2 separate regions of the Sus scrofa genome follow, and region 1 is linked to region 2. A link is a contact called in public Hi-C data. All regions are on one chromosome and are shown on one strand. The core of a region is the stretch at or near the end of the contact, and the rest is flanking DNA. Distances in the headings are between cores, read along the strand shown. Region 1 has its middle 120 kb from the start of ANKH. Region 2 overlaps ANKH (progressive ankylosis protein homolog).

Evidence for each region. Hi-C and Micro-C count contacts between places; a contact is called where the count stands out from the background.
Region 1: a Hi-C map of liver shows a contact between it and region 2, with 4 times the contacts expected there. The contact joins two enhancer-like sites. A contact is called at or near these places in 2 of 5 promoter capture datasets (fetal liver and liver), 30 of 47 Hi-C or Micro-C datasets (adipose tissue, alveolar macrophages, blood and 16 more) and 1 of 2 datasets of contacts at active chromatin or transcription factors (skeletal muscle).

What each region holds. Positions count from the first base shown.
Region 1 is chr16:4,384,266-4,390,480 of Sscrofa11.1, reverse strand. No RefSeq gene overlaps it. Among named protein-coding and RNA genes, the nearest start is that of ANKH, 120 kb to the right of the region's middle. Within about 2 kb of position 1,615, at least 2 of the 83 cell types and tissues checked have an H3K27ac peak or open chromatin away from gene starts, as enhancers often do. A contact at or near this core is called in liver, where this site is marked.
Region 2 is chr16:4,111,610-4,117,595 of Sscrofa11.1, reverse strand. The region is part of intron 8 of ANKH (progressive ankylosis protein homolog); the gene reads left to right. Among named protein-coding and RNA genes, the nearest start is that of OTULIN, 52 kb to the right of the region's middle. Within about 2 kb of position 2,920, at least 3 of the 83 cell types and tissues checked have an H3K27ac peak or open chromatin away from gene starts, as enhancers often do. A contact at or near this core is called in liver, where this site is marked.

The DNA of each region.
Region 1 (6,215 bases), core at 366-2,865, 270 kb before region 2:
CAAGCCTCTGTGTCTCTGAGCGCATTTCCACACCTAGACATCTATAACATGTCCAGAACTGCATCACCTCTCAAGGGCCGTGGGGAGGAATAAATGAAATACAAAATATTTAGTGTGGTGTCTGACACATAGTTGATATTAGCAAAAAAGAAAAAAAAAGAAAAATAGAACTTAGAAAGATATTTTCTTGTGATGGCCCCTATAGCTTTACTATAAGGAAATCCTACATGCTGAATGAAAGATGCATATCTTAGATGTATAAAGCATGCTGACTTAGTATTTTGTCCTACTCTTCACTGATTGATTGGTGAAAAGAGCATGACCTAAATTGTAACGTTTGTAAGAAGTTAAGGTAGAATATGAGCACAGAAATTAATGGATTCCTTATTGTTGTCACAAGAGCATGTCCATGAATGCTTTTTAAATTTTCTACTCAAAAGATACACTTTCATGAATAAACAGTGTAGCTGCTGTTACTGGGTTTTATTGACTCTCTCAGTAAATATTGCAGGGTTTCAGAAAGTAAATTTAGGCAGGGACAGAGAGTTTCAAAGCTTAGAGTTCTTGTTGTGGCTCAGTGCGTTAAGAATCTGATGCTATCTCTGTGAGGATTCCTGGCCTTGCTCAGTGGGTTAAGGATCTGCATTGTTGCAAGCCAAGGCATAGGTCACAGATGCAGCCCCAATGTGACACTTAACCTGGGAACTTCCATATGTAGCAGGTGCAGCAATAAAAAGAAAAAAAGAGAGAGAGAATTATAAAGCACAATATTCCTTAGGTTGGAGGCCCTGGGAACCACAGATAAAGCTAAGCTAACTTCAGCCATTCAGGAATGTTAAGGGGTCTATCCTTTTGTGTAGAGTGGGCTTTTTAACCATGATTATGTAAAGTCATCTATTTCTGCATAAACTGGCAGAACAACAGTTTTAAATAAAGACACTTTCTCTCACAAAATTTTACCTTAGTATTTTAAGAATTGGAATAATTTATGCACCCATTGTAGTGTAAATCAGCCAATTTTTTTAGGGAATTTGAGTGTTCTTTGGGAAAAAAATTACACATCACACTTCCTCTGCTAAAAAAAATAATAATAAGTCATCTTAGTTACCTTTTAATTTTAGCTTATCTATCTTTTCTCCAGTTCACACCATAGTTTTGCAGGACTCCGCCCCTTTCTTCTGTGCCTCAACAAACTACCTCTGATTATCAGGTCAAGGGCCTGGCTCTGACCCAGAATCCACTGACCCACTTGCCCATATGCCTGATTGATCTAAACATTCCACCTATAACTCTGAGACTTCCTGAAAGTACCTAAAAGAAACCAAAGGCCACCCAGCCCTTGAGCCAAGACAGAATTTCCTCTGGAATCACACTGAACTAGAATAATTCTTGACCATCTTTGTTAAGCAATTGTTTAAATGATTTAGGGATTGATGTGTTAAGGTAGTATTTCCTTTCCGACATAAGGAAAGAGAAGCCATAGAAGAAGACAGACTTTTCTTGTTGAGAAATAACTTTGGGCTTCCATTCACCCTACATCACTGCATCAGGCAACTACAAGAAGCCAACACTGCCAAAACACACTGACTAAATGGAACCACAACTCTTCCTGACATGCTGGACACTCAGCCTTTGGATGACGCAAGATTGTTAGTCAGGCGCAAACAAGAGTGGCCCTTGACAAGCTTTACTTACTTGAATTCCAAGCATCCACCTACACCGTACCAAGCTTATAATGGTAAAGACTGTATTCATTCCTTTGTCCATTGATACAGCATTCATCTCTTGAACAAGATTGATTCTAGTTCAAACCATGCTAGTTACGGAAAGAATAATTTGAGTGAAGCACATCCATGGTCACCCATCAATGACACACAATCTAATGGAGAAGAGGACAATTCCAAAACAATAAGGAAACTCAGTGAAAAACAACGACCATATAAAAAAAAAAAAATCTAACCAAGAGAACAGAGGGAGGAAGCAAAGCTCTCTTGGAAAAGGCAATGCCTGAATTGAAAGTTACACTTGAAATCTCAGAGATCTCAGAGGTCCAAATACTTTCACACACTCAGGAAAGTCCTTGTGTTTCAAGGAGATTACCTCTCAAGCCAAACTGTTCCACAAACACTCTCAATTCCCACTGGAAAATGGGCTCCAGAGCTGTGATTTCTTTATGGATTTAAATTTTGTCCATTTTGCTTTTACTTCTTCTCCTCTTTGGAATGAAACCATAAATCCTGTTCACAAGATAGGTATTTCTTGACTTGCAAGACTTTGGTTCGGCAAACATCCATTTCCTGCTCAGTTAAATAAGGCTCTCACAGATGCTAGATCTCACCCTCCTGTCAAAGCCATTAGACACATGGGCTGCGGTGTTTGGACAGACTTGAAATAGGAATGTTGAGTCCCGACGGGTGTGTCCTGATGTGATAATTGCTTTTGGGACAGGTTATTGTGTGTGGCTTTTGGTCCAAGACATTCGGCTTAAAATACATTTTGCATATCCTGCAAATCATTTGGAAAAAAAAAAAAAAAGTCTTGGTGAACTGCTTATAAAATTCCTAGCACGGGCTAGCCATATCCTCAAGTATTTTGTTTTTCCATTGGACCCAACTTCCCAAGAGTTTTTTTTTTTTTTTAAATAGAGACTTTAAAGGCAAATTTTATTACTCTCATAATAAGGGTTGAGAAATAAGCACACTAAAATGAGTCATCCACAGTTGCAGAAAGAGTTAGAGGCAAAATCTACTGGTAGATGTGGAGTTCAAGTGTCTCTTCATTAGATGTTTCTGCTTCTTACCTTATCCTTCCTTAAGATATTTTTCCATGTTTACGATATAATGCAACACATCTGTAAAACTGAATGCAGAAAAAAAGGACAAAGTTATTGATACTCCAGGATTGTCTTGGATTATACAATTCATTAGACATGAACATCATGTCTTTAGTTACATTCGATATCATATTTACACTACCCTTCAATGTAGCGTGTTGACTGCCATAAATTCAGCCTGTTTCTGGTCTCCATAAAGTACATTTTAAAGCTGTATTGATACTGTTAAACTGCTTTCATGTAAATATATTGCTCTATTATTTTTAATTTATAGTCCGTACCAGTGAATATTCAAGAAATATACCATCAGTGTCACAGTTTGCATCCCAGTGTTCATAGGAGCATTATTTACAATAACTAAGACATGGAAGCCACCAAAGTGTCCATCAAGAGATGAATGGATAGGGAGTTCCTGTTGTGGCTAAGTACGTTACAAATCCGACTAGTATACATGAGGATGCCAGTTCGATCCCTGACCCCACTCAGTGGGTTAAGGATCCGGCTTTGCTGTGAGCTGTGGTGTAGGTTGCAGACACGGCTCAGACCTGGTGTTGCTGTGGCTGTGGTGAAGGCTGGCAGTTGTAGCTCTGATTCAGCCCCTAGCCTGGGAACTTCCATATGCCTCGGGTACAGCCCTAAAAAGAAAAAAAGAGAGAGAGAGAGAGACAGAGAGAGAGAGAGAGAGATGCATGGATAAAGAAGATGTGGTACATATATACAATTGAGTATTACTCAACCATGGGAAAGAATGAAATAATGCCAATTGCAACAACAAGGTTGGGCCTTAAGTGAAGTCAGTCAAAGACAAATAATGTTATCACGTATATGTGGAATCTAAATAGTAAAACTAGTGAGTATAACAAAAAAGAAACAGACCCACAGATATAGAGAACAAACTAGTTAACAGTGGGGAGAGGGAAGGGAAAGAGGCAGGACAGGGGTACAGGATTAAAAGGTACTCACTACTATGTATAAAATAAATATGGTAAATAACAATACATTGTACAGCACAGAGAATAGTCAATATTTTATAACTATAAATGGAGTATAATGTCTAAAAATTTTGAATCACTATGTTGTACACCTGGAACTAATATAATATTGTAAATCAACTACACCCCAGTAAAAAAAAAATGAGTAACAGTCAAGTGGAAATATCCTTTGACTGTTGAGTATTGAGAATGTTTTTCTTGGTGAATGTTCATGCTTGAAGACAGTTAATTAAAAATACATTAAGAGGCCAATCCTTTGTGGGAGGGCTGCCCAATGATCAAATATAGTCCTTGATAATTCTGCTTCTTGCCATGGCCCAGCAATCGATGCATTCCCAGCGGCAAGGAAACACTCTCCCAGGTGATGGAATGGGGGTTGCCTTCCAGCCCTCCTCTGCTTTGCAGCTGTTCCATTGACTCACACCATGTGGCGGCAGGCGCCTGAGCCCCCTTTGAGCTGCAGCTTCCCATACTTTGGCGAGGTCCAGCTGTTGGTAATGAGAAAACTAAGACAACATCAGGCCAGCTTTCATGCTTCTCTCCTCAATGCCAGGCCCTGTGCTACACCTTAGGAATAGAGAAAGCAAGACAACAGACACAGTCTATCAGGAGAGGCAATCAACTAATGCTGAAAAGTACAGAGAACTAGAAGGTGGAATGGAGGAACCCAAACTGGACTGGGAGATGAGGAAACCAGGCACCTTTGTGGAGAAATGATTTCATCTAAGAACTGGCTCTCAAACTTGGCTGCAGATTGAAATCACCTGGGGAGCTTTTTAAAAATACTTTTTGGGGGAGTCCCCATCGTGATTCAGTGGTTAACGAACCCAACTAGTATCCATGAGGACAAGGGTTCGATACCTGGCATTGGATCTGGCATTGCCGTGAGCTGTGGTATAAGTCAAAGACATGGCTTGGATTCCGAGTTGCTGTGGCTCAGGTGTAGTCGCAACTACTTCTCTGATTCAAACCCTAGCCTGGGAACCTTCATATGCTGTGGGTGAGGCCCTAAAAAGGCAAAAAAAAAAAATTTTTTTTTTTGGTGTGAGCCTCCCTTCTCAGAATTTATAGATTCCGACTAAACTGGTATGAGGTGAAGTTGGACATCAGCATTTTGTACTACTCCCTAGGCCATTCTAAGGTTCAGCGAAGTTTGGGACCGAAAGCCTAAGGGTAAATGAGAGTGAGTCCAGTGAAGATGGTCCCGGTGGTGGTGGGGGAACAGCATGTACAAAGGCCCTGTGGTCTGAAGGAGTCTAGAACATTCTGGAAATACAGTGGTGTCTAAGGAGGAGGCCTGGAGGGGCAGGAGATGAGAATGAGGATGGAGAAGCTGGCAGGGGCTAGATCACATATGGCCTTGGTAAGTTAAGCTACAGGTTTCATTCTTTTTCGTAAGAGTAATGGAAGCCACTGTATGGCTTTAGACAAGGAAGTGAAATCACTGCACTTGTGATTATAAAAGGTGTCTCGGGTGGACGGAGAGGGAATGTGTTAGAGGTGATAGGACATCATGATTTGAACCAAGTCTGTCTCTACATTCAAGTAGCTCCAAGCCTAGGAAGAGCAGGGTGATAGAATATGAACAGGATCATGGTTGTGCCAAAGCAAAGAACAGAATTGGGCTCTCCTAGCTGCTCTTGGATAGTGGGAAGAGTCTGACTCTCTTTTCCACAAGCCTCACAAATCCAGCCCCCTCCCATGACACTGTCCTCCTATCTTCCACCCTCTAGATTGAAATTCCTCACCCAGCCCACACTCTCAACCCCTCCAGCAGCAAGCCCAGACTGCACTGCATGAGCAGAGACACATCACAGAGAAGAAAGCCTCGAGGGAAGAGGTTTCTCTGTTCACCCATGGTGATCCCCGCATGCCCTGAGAATCAAGACGGAAAGCCACGTGCCTTCTGCAAGGGCTGGAGAGTGCGTCCTTGAGAGAGGAGAGGGGCTGTTCCCAAATCTTCATTACCCACAGCCACTATACAGGCAGGAAGAGCCGCTGACCCCCCGGGTGAACTCTCTCTGGAGGCTTCGTGTTGATAGAGATGGAGTAGTTGCGTTATACTGGTAGATGTGGAAGTCCCGATAAGGTACCATAGACAGAGAGGGAAACCTAGGGGACTTTGGGAGATCACTGTGAGTTAATAATTGCTCAAGAGGCAGGTTTGTTTGACTTGTGGAGGCCTGAGCTATGCCTCAGGTCGCTGGGTGGGGGATGGAGGGAGGCCTGCATTCAGGTTCAGACCCAGGGCAGGAGTGTAAGGACCGCCCTTCTGCTGATTTGAATAAGCACCATGGCAGTCCTTACAGGGTCAAATACTGTCTTACCAGCCTCCTTGCCTGCCCACTTGCATCTCTCACAAGCACTTTATCTTAATAAATAAATCTATC
Region 2 (5,986 bases), core at 1,671-4,170:
GTTCTCTGAGTTCAGATGCTGATGGAGACAATCAGCTTCTTCAAATCCCAAGTTCTTGGGAAAGAGACTCAGTCCCAGGGCAGGTCAGGGACTGACTCTGGATGAGGAAGTTCTTGGGAGAGACGCTCTTTTGTGGTCCTGGTCATTTTGACTCCAACTGTGGCAGCTTGGGCTCAGAAGTGTTATTTCTGTAAGGGTCGGGGCTTCCTTTCTGTACACCCTAAACCTATTTGGGGATCTTAGTATACGGTTAAACTTTGACATAACTTAGCTCACTATGACTTGGATTTGGAAATAAAAAGTTAAATACTGCTCCCAACAGAGAATAACAACATACTATATACACTTGTCAAAACTAATCCAGGAGTTTCCTAGTGGCCTAGTAGTTGAGGATCCAGCATTGTCACTGCTATGGCACAGATTTGATCCCTGGCCTGGGAACTTCCGCATGCCATAGGCGCAACTAAAAAAAAACTAGCCACTTGTACTGTATTATCTGTAAATTACACTTCAATAAAGCTTGACATTTTTTAAAGCAAAAACACAAAAACGAAAACAAAAGCTGAAACCTGCTTAAGAGGTCCTCTAAAGAAGATGTTGCATTACTCATTGATCTGCCAATCAAGCCCTCACTGGAAATGTGACCATGGATGGGTGCCTCTGTGTAACTGAATCACTTTGTTGCACAGCAGAAGTTGTCACAACCTTGTGACTCAACTGCACTTCAGTAAAACTTTGTTTAAGAACAGCATATAAAAAATTTTTAAAAACCTTCAATCTGTAGAAAAAAGAGAAAGAAAAGAAAGAAAGAGAAAGAAAGGTAACTGTATGGAGTTCCCGTCGTGGCTCAGCAGAACCAAATCTGACTAGGAACCATGAGGACGCAGGTTGGATCCCTGGCCTTGCTCAGTGGGTTAAGGATCTGGCATTGCCATGAGCTGTGGTGTAAGTCACAGACGCAGCTTGGATCCCACGTTGGCCAGCAGCTGTAACTCCAGCAGGTGTAGCTCCGATTAGACCCCTAGCCTGGGAACCTCCATATGCTGTGGGTGTGGCCCTTAAAAGCCAAAAAAAAGAAATGTGACTGTAACACATATGCTAACCAGAGAAACTTCATGTTAAGGTTGTGTATAAAAAGGCTGAAACCCTTTGGGTCAATTTCTACAGAGGCTAATACAATTCTAAAAAGAAGCAGCTAATGATCATGGAGACAGAAGGTGTGTCTATATACTCTATTCGAGATGATTGTATCTTGAAATACAAATTAGTGTTTCAAAATTCAAATTTAGTTTGAATTTGAAACACTAATTTGAAAAAAAAAATTCAAAATTAGTGTTTCAAAAGTGAAAATTTCATGGTCAGTGCCTGGTCTTCAGAAAAAGAATCATAGTCTGTCAAAAGAGTGGGGTACGGGTTGTCTATTTTTTTTTCTTACTTTTTTTTAAAGAATTTTTTTGGCCACACCCGCAGTGTGTGGAAGTCCCCGGGCCAGGAATGGAACCCTCAACACAGCAGTGACCCAAGTCATAGCAGTGGCGATACCAGGTCCTTAACCTGCTGAGCCACCAGGGAACTCCTAGAATTATTTTAGGTTTACAGAAGCATGGTGAAAATAGCACAGAACTTTCACCTCACAATCTTACTGTGCTGTGGTACATTCGTCACAACTGAGGAACCAACCTTGGTACATTCTTATGAACGAAACTGCACAGCTTATCGAGATCTCACTAGCTTTTTCCTCATGTCCTTTTTCTGTTGTAGGGCCCCATCCATGTTACTACAGTACAGTTGTCTCCATAGTCTCTTCTGGTCTGTGAGAGTTTCTCAGACTTTGTTTCTGTGGCCTTCCCAGTTTCAAGGAATACTGGTTGGGTTATGTGTAGGATGGACCTCAATGTGGGTCTGTCTGGAGTTTTCTCATGGTTAGACTGGGCTTAGGGGCTTTGGGGAGGAAAACCACATGCGGGAAATGCCATTCTCATCACATCTTATCAAGAGAACCTGCCAGCAACCGAGCCATCCTGATGATGTTGACCTTGATCGCCTGGCCAAGGTCACGTTTGCCAGGTTCCTCCACTCTGAAGGCCTTCTTCCCCCTTTCCATCCTGACCTCGCTTTGGAAAGAAGTTACCATGGTCAGCTCACATTTCAGGAGTGGGGAGATATGCCCCCCTTCCTTGAGGGTATCCAGATAAATTACTTGGAATTCTGTGCTGGAGATTTGCCCTTGTTTATATCAATATGGACTCATTGGTATATATTGTATGCTGTGGAAAGTAATTCAATACTACATCTCTTTTTTTTCTTTTTCTTTTTCTTTTTTTGTCTTTTTTTAGGGCCGCACCTGCGGCATATGTAAGTTCCCAGGCTAGAGGTCCAATAGGAGCTACAGCTGCCGGCCTACGCCACAGCCACAGCAGTGCCAGATCCGAGCCACGTCTGCAGCCTACACTGAGGCTTACCAGAACGCTGGATCCTTAACCCACTGAGTGGAGGCCAGAGATGGAACCCTCGTCCTCATGGATACTAGTCGGGTTTGTTACAGCTGCACTAGGACAGGAACTCCCAATTATTCTTTGTTGCTCAGGTTCTTCCAGCTTTGCCACTGGGCGCTCTTTCTTCTGGACTCTTGTGTCCTTTAATACATTATTCCAAGCTGATCATCTTGTTTATTTACCACCCTCGTCTGAGAATGAGCCATTTCTCCAAGGAGCCCCGGTTCCTTTTATAGGAAAATAAATAGAAAAACCAAGATCTGGGCACTGAGTGGGTTGTTCTGTTTTGCTGGCTGCTTCCTAATGAGATAATGTTGACAGCAAGCTCTTCATTGGCAAACCCAACCCTGCAGCTCCTCCGAGGAACAAATCATGTTCACTGTCAGTAGTTTATTAGCTTTGTGTTCTGGTTTGGAAAAGTCAATGTCATTAGGCTCTGCAGATATTTGAAGAACCCAGCATGCCCTGGTCAACTGGCAGGACATGTTCTGAGTCAAGACTACTCAAGGTGAACTCTCCTTGTGAGGTTAATTTGTAGAACTTCTTGTCTTCTGAAACAGATTGGTTAAATCTGATCTGGTTATGATGCTAGGGCTCAATCTGTTTCTTGGGGAAAGCTGACCTACAGATAGGTATTGCAGCTCTTAATCAACACCATACCTGCTTCTGCGTTGCATGTTTTCCTTTCTGGGCAAGGTAGGAAATAGTCACTTTTTAAAGAACTTGCTGGAAGGCAAGGAGCATTTTCATCCTGGAAGCATGGTCTTGCTCAGTGGGTTAAAGGATCCGGTGAGCTGTGGTGTAGGTTGAAGATGCGGCTCGCATCCTCATGGATACTAGCTGGGTTCTTAACCTACTGAGCCACAATGGGAACTCCTGCTCATTTAATTCTTTACAGCTTTACTGCTATGGAATCCTGTCCCAGTGCTGTCCAGTGTCATTGAGAAGGTGTGATCTGAAATTGCCACCAGATCTGGGCTGAAGGTGTGAGTGACAGCTCACCATTTCAGGCTGGTACTTTAGCCATGGGAAAAGATGGCAGGGACCACTTGTCCAGGCCACTAGGTGAAAAACCTCTGAGCTCTGAGTTGCTAGATCTAAGGAAGTTTTTTCCCTTCATGTCGAAGATGGGGTGTGAGGAGTTCCTGCTGTGGCTCAGCAGCAATGAACCCAGCTCGTACCCATGAGGACACAGGTTCAATCCCTGGTCCCACTCAGTGGGTTAAGGATCTGGCACTGCCGTGAGCTGTGGTGTAGGTCACAGATGCCGCTCGGATCCTGCGTTGCTGTGGCTGTGGTGTAGGTCAGCAACTGCAGCTTTGATTCAACCCCTAGCCTGGGAACTTCCATGTGCCATGGGTGCAGCCAGGAAAAAAAAAAAAAATCATTGGGCCTCTGAGGATTGTTCCCCACAATAGCTGTTCTCCCAACCTGCCCTCTCTCCTTCTCTTACTCCAGGGTCTTCACATCTTTTGATGGATTCAGACTGTGGTCCACTCTGAGAGCTGAGCAATGATGCCCTTTCATTTAAAAAAAAAAAAATTAGTTTTTCCCAGACTTAATCATTGTCTTAGTTATCATTTTTCTTAGCTTTCTGGAAACTAAGCAGTCATTACTTTTTTTTTTTTTTTTTTTTTTTTTTTGTCTTTTTGCCTTTGCTAGGGCCGCTCCCGAGGCATGTGGAGATTCCCAGGCTAGGGTCTAATAGGAGCTGTAGCCACTGGCCTACACCAGAGCCACAGCAACTAGGGATCTGAGCCGCATCTGCAACCTACACCACAGCTCATGGCAACGCCGATCCTTAACCCGCTGAGCAAGGCCAGGGATTGAACCCGAAACCTCAGAGTTCCTAGTCGGATTCGTTAACCACTGTGCCACGACGGGAACTCCAAAGCAGTCATGACTTACCACTCATTTATTCCTACCATTTCCTGTAGCTGCAAAACCCCCCTTTCATGTGTTCACACACATCTTGTTTCCTGTTTCACCTCCTAAGGAAGCATCTCTGGGAGCCTTCCAACCCGCTCCAGGACGGAGAGCTGACCTGTGGGCCTTCCCGGGAGGAGCTCCCTTACCCTAGGCTGGGGGCTTCCTGTGCCTTTGGTCACTGTGATCAACCCTGTATCTTTCTTTTTCTGCATCTATGGCTCCCTTGCTTAGGCAAAGTATACCCTCAAAAGCTTCTTGAAAAAGTATGCATGGAGGGTAAATTTTTTGAGACTTTAAGCATCCAAAAGTGTCTTTCTTCTAGATAACCTTAATTGACAGTTTGGTTTCAAGTTCTAGGGGATTTTCCCTGCTAACTTATTGCCCATGCCTTCTCTCAGTGCTGGATCCCTAAGTGTCTAAAGCTGGCAGCTCTGGAAATCCAGTGTCAGCCCCAAACCTTGTCCAGTGCCATATGCCCAGTGGGTCTTTTTTCACCCACTGTGCCATGTCCGCATGATGGACCCTTTCAGGCTTAAAATTTATATCGTTCAGCTCTCAGGTTTTCACTGTCTGGAACTCATAGTATTTGAATCTTAGACGTCTTACGCTGGTCCTTTATTTATATTTTTAAAATCCATTCTTATGTACTTGCCAGGTCTTCATTTTCTGCTTTATCTTTGTGGTAGGTTTCCTCAATTTTATCTGTCATTTAGTGAATTTTTCATTCCTGCTTTTTTTTTCTTTTCTTTTCTTTTTTTTTTTTTTTTTTTTTCATTCCTGGGATGTCTTTCTTGTTCTTTGAAATGTCTTTTTTTTTTCTTTTTTTTTTTTTGTCTTTTTGCTATTTCTTGGGCCGCTCCCACAGCATATGGAGGTTCCCAGGCTAGGGGTCTAATCGGAGCTGTAGCCACTGGCCCACGACAGAGCCACAGCAATGCGGGATCCGAGCCGCGTCTGCAACCTACACCACAGCTCACGGCAACGCTGGATCGTTAACCCACTGAGCAAGGGCAGGGACCGAACCCGCAACCTCATGGTTCCTAGTCGGATTCGTTAACCACTGCGCCATGACGGGAACTCTGAAATGTCTTTTTAATATCATTTCCATTCTGTTCTTGGCTAGAGTGTCTTCTTCAGTCACTGGAAATATCAATGGGGAAAAGTTCTCTTCCTCTTTCTCTCCCTCCCTCTTCCTTCCCCCTTTTGCCTCTCAGTATTGTCTCTATTTCCTCCCAAGTTCTTTTCCTCTTTGCTTTAGTCTCTTCATATTGAGTCCTTCCTTCAAAGCCCGGTGATCCCTGGCTGCCTCCTCGGTTTTAGGGGTGGGGCACTAGAAGCTGGCTGGCAGCTACGCACAGGTGGGTGAGGTCTCTCCTTGTGTGGCCCTCACTGATGGCTCGTTCTGGTGGGGGTGCTCCTTTGTCAGGAACCTCCAGCTTTCGGGAATTTGCAGTCTTCTCTCTTGAGCTGGTCAGGTTCCTCAGAGAGCACTCTGATCTCCTGCCTGCAGGGGGCCAGCCTGAACTGGTTTCCTGTGTCCCAGGAGGTGAATAGAAGAAGAA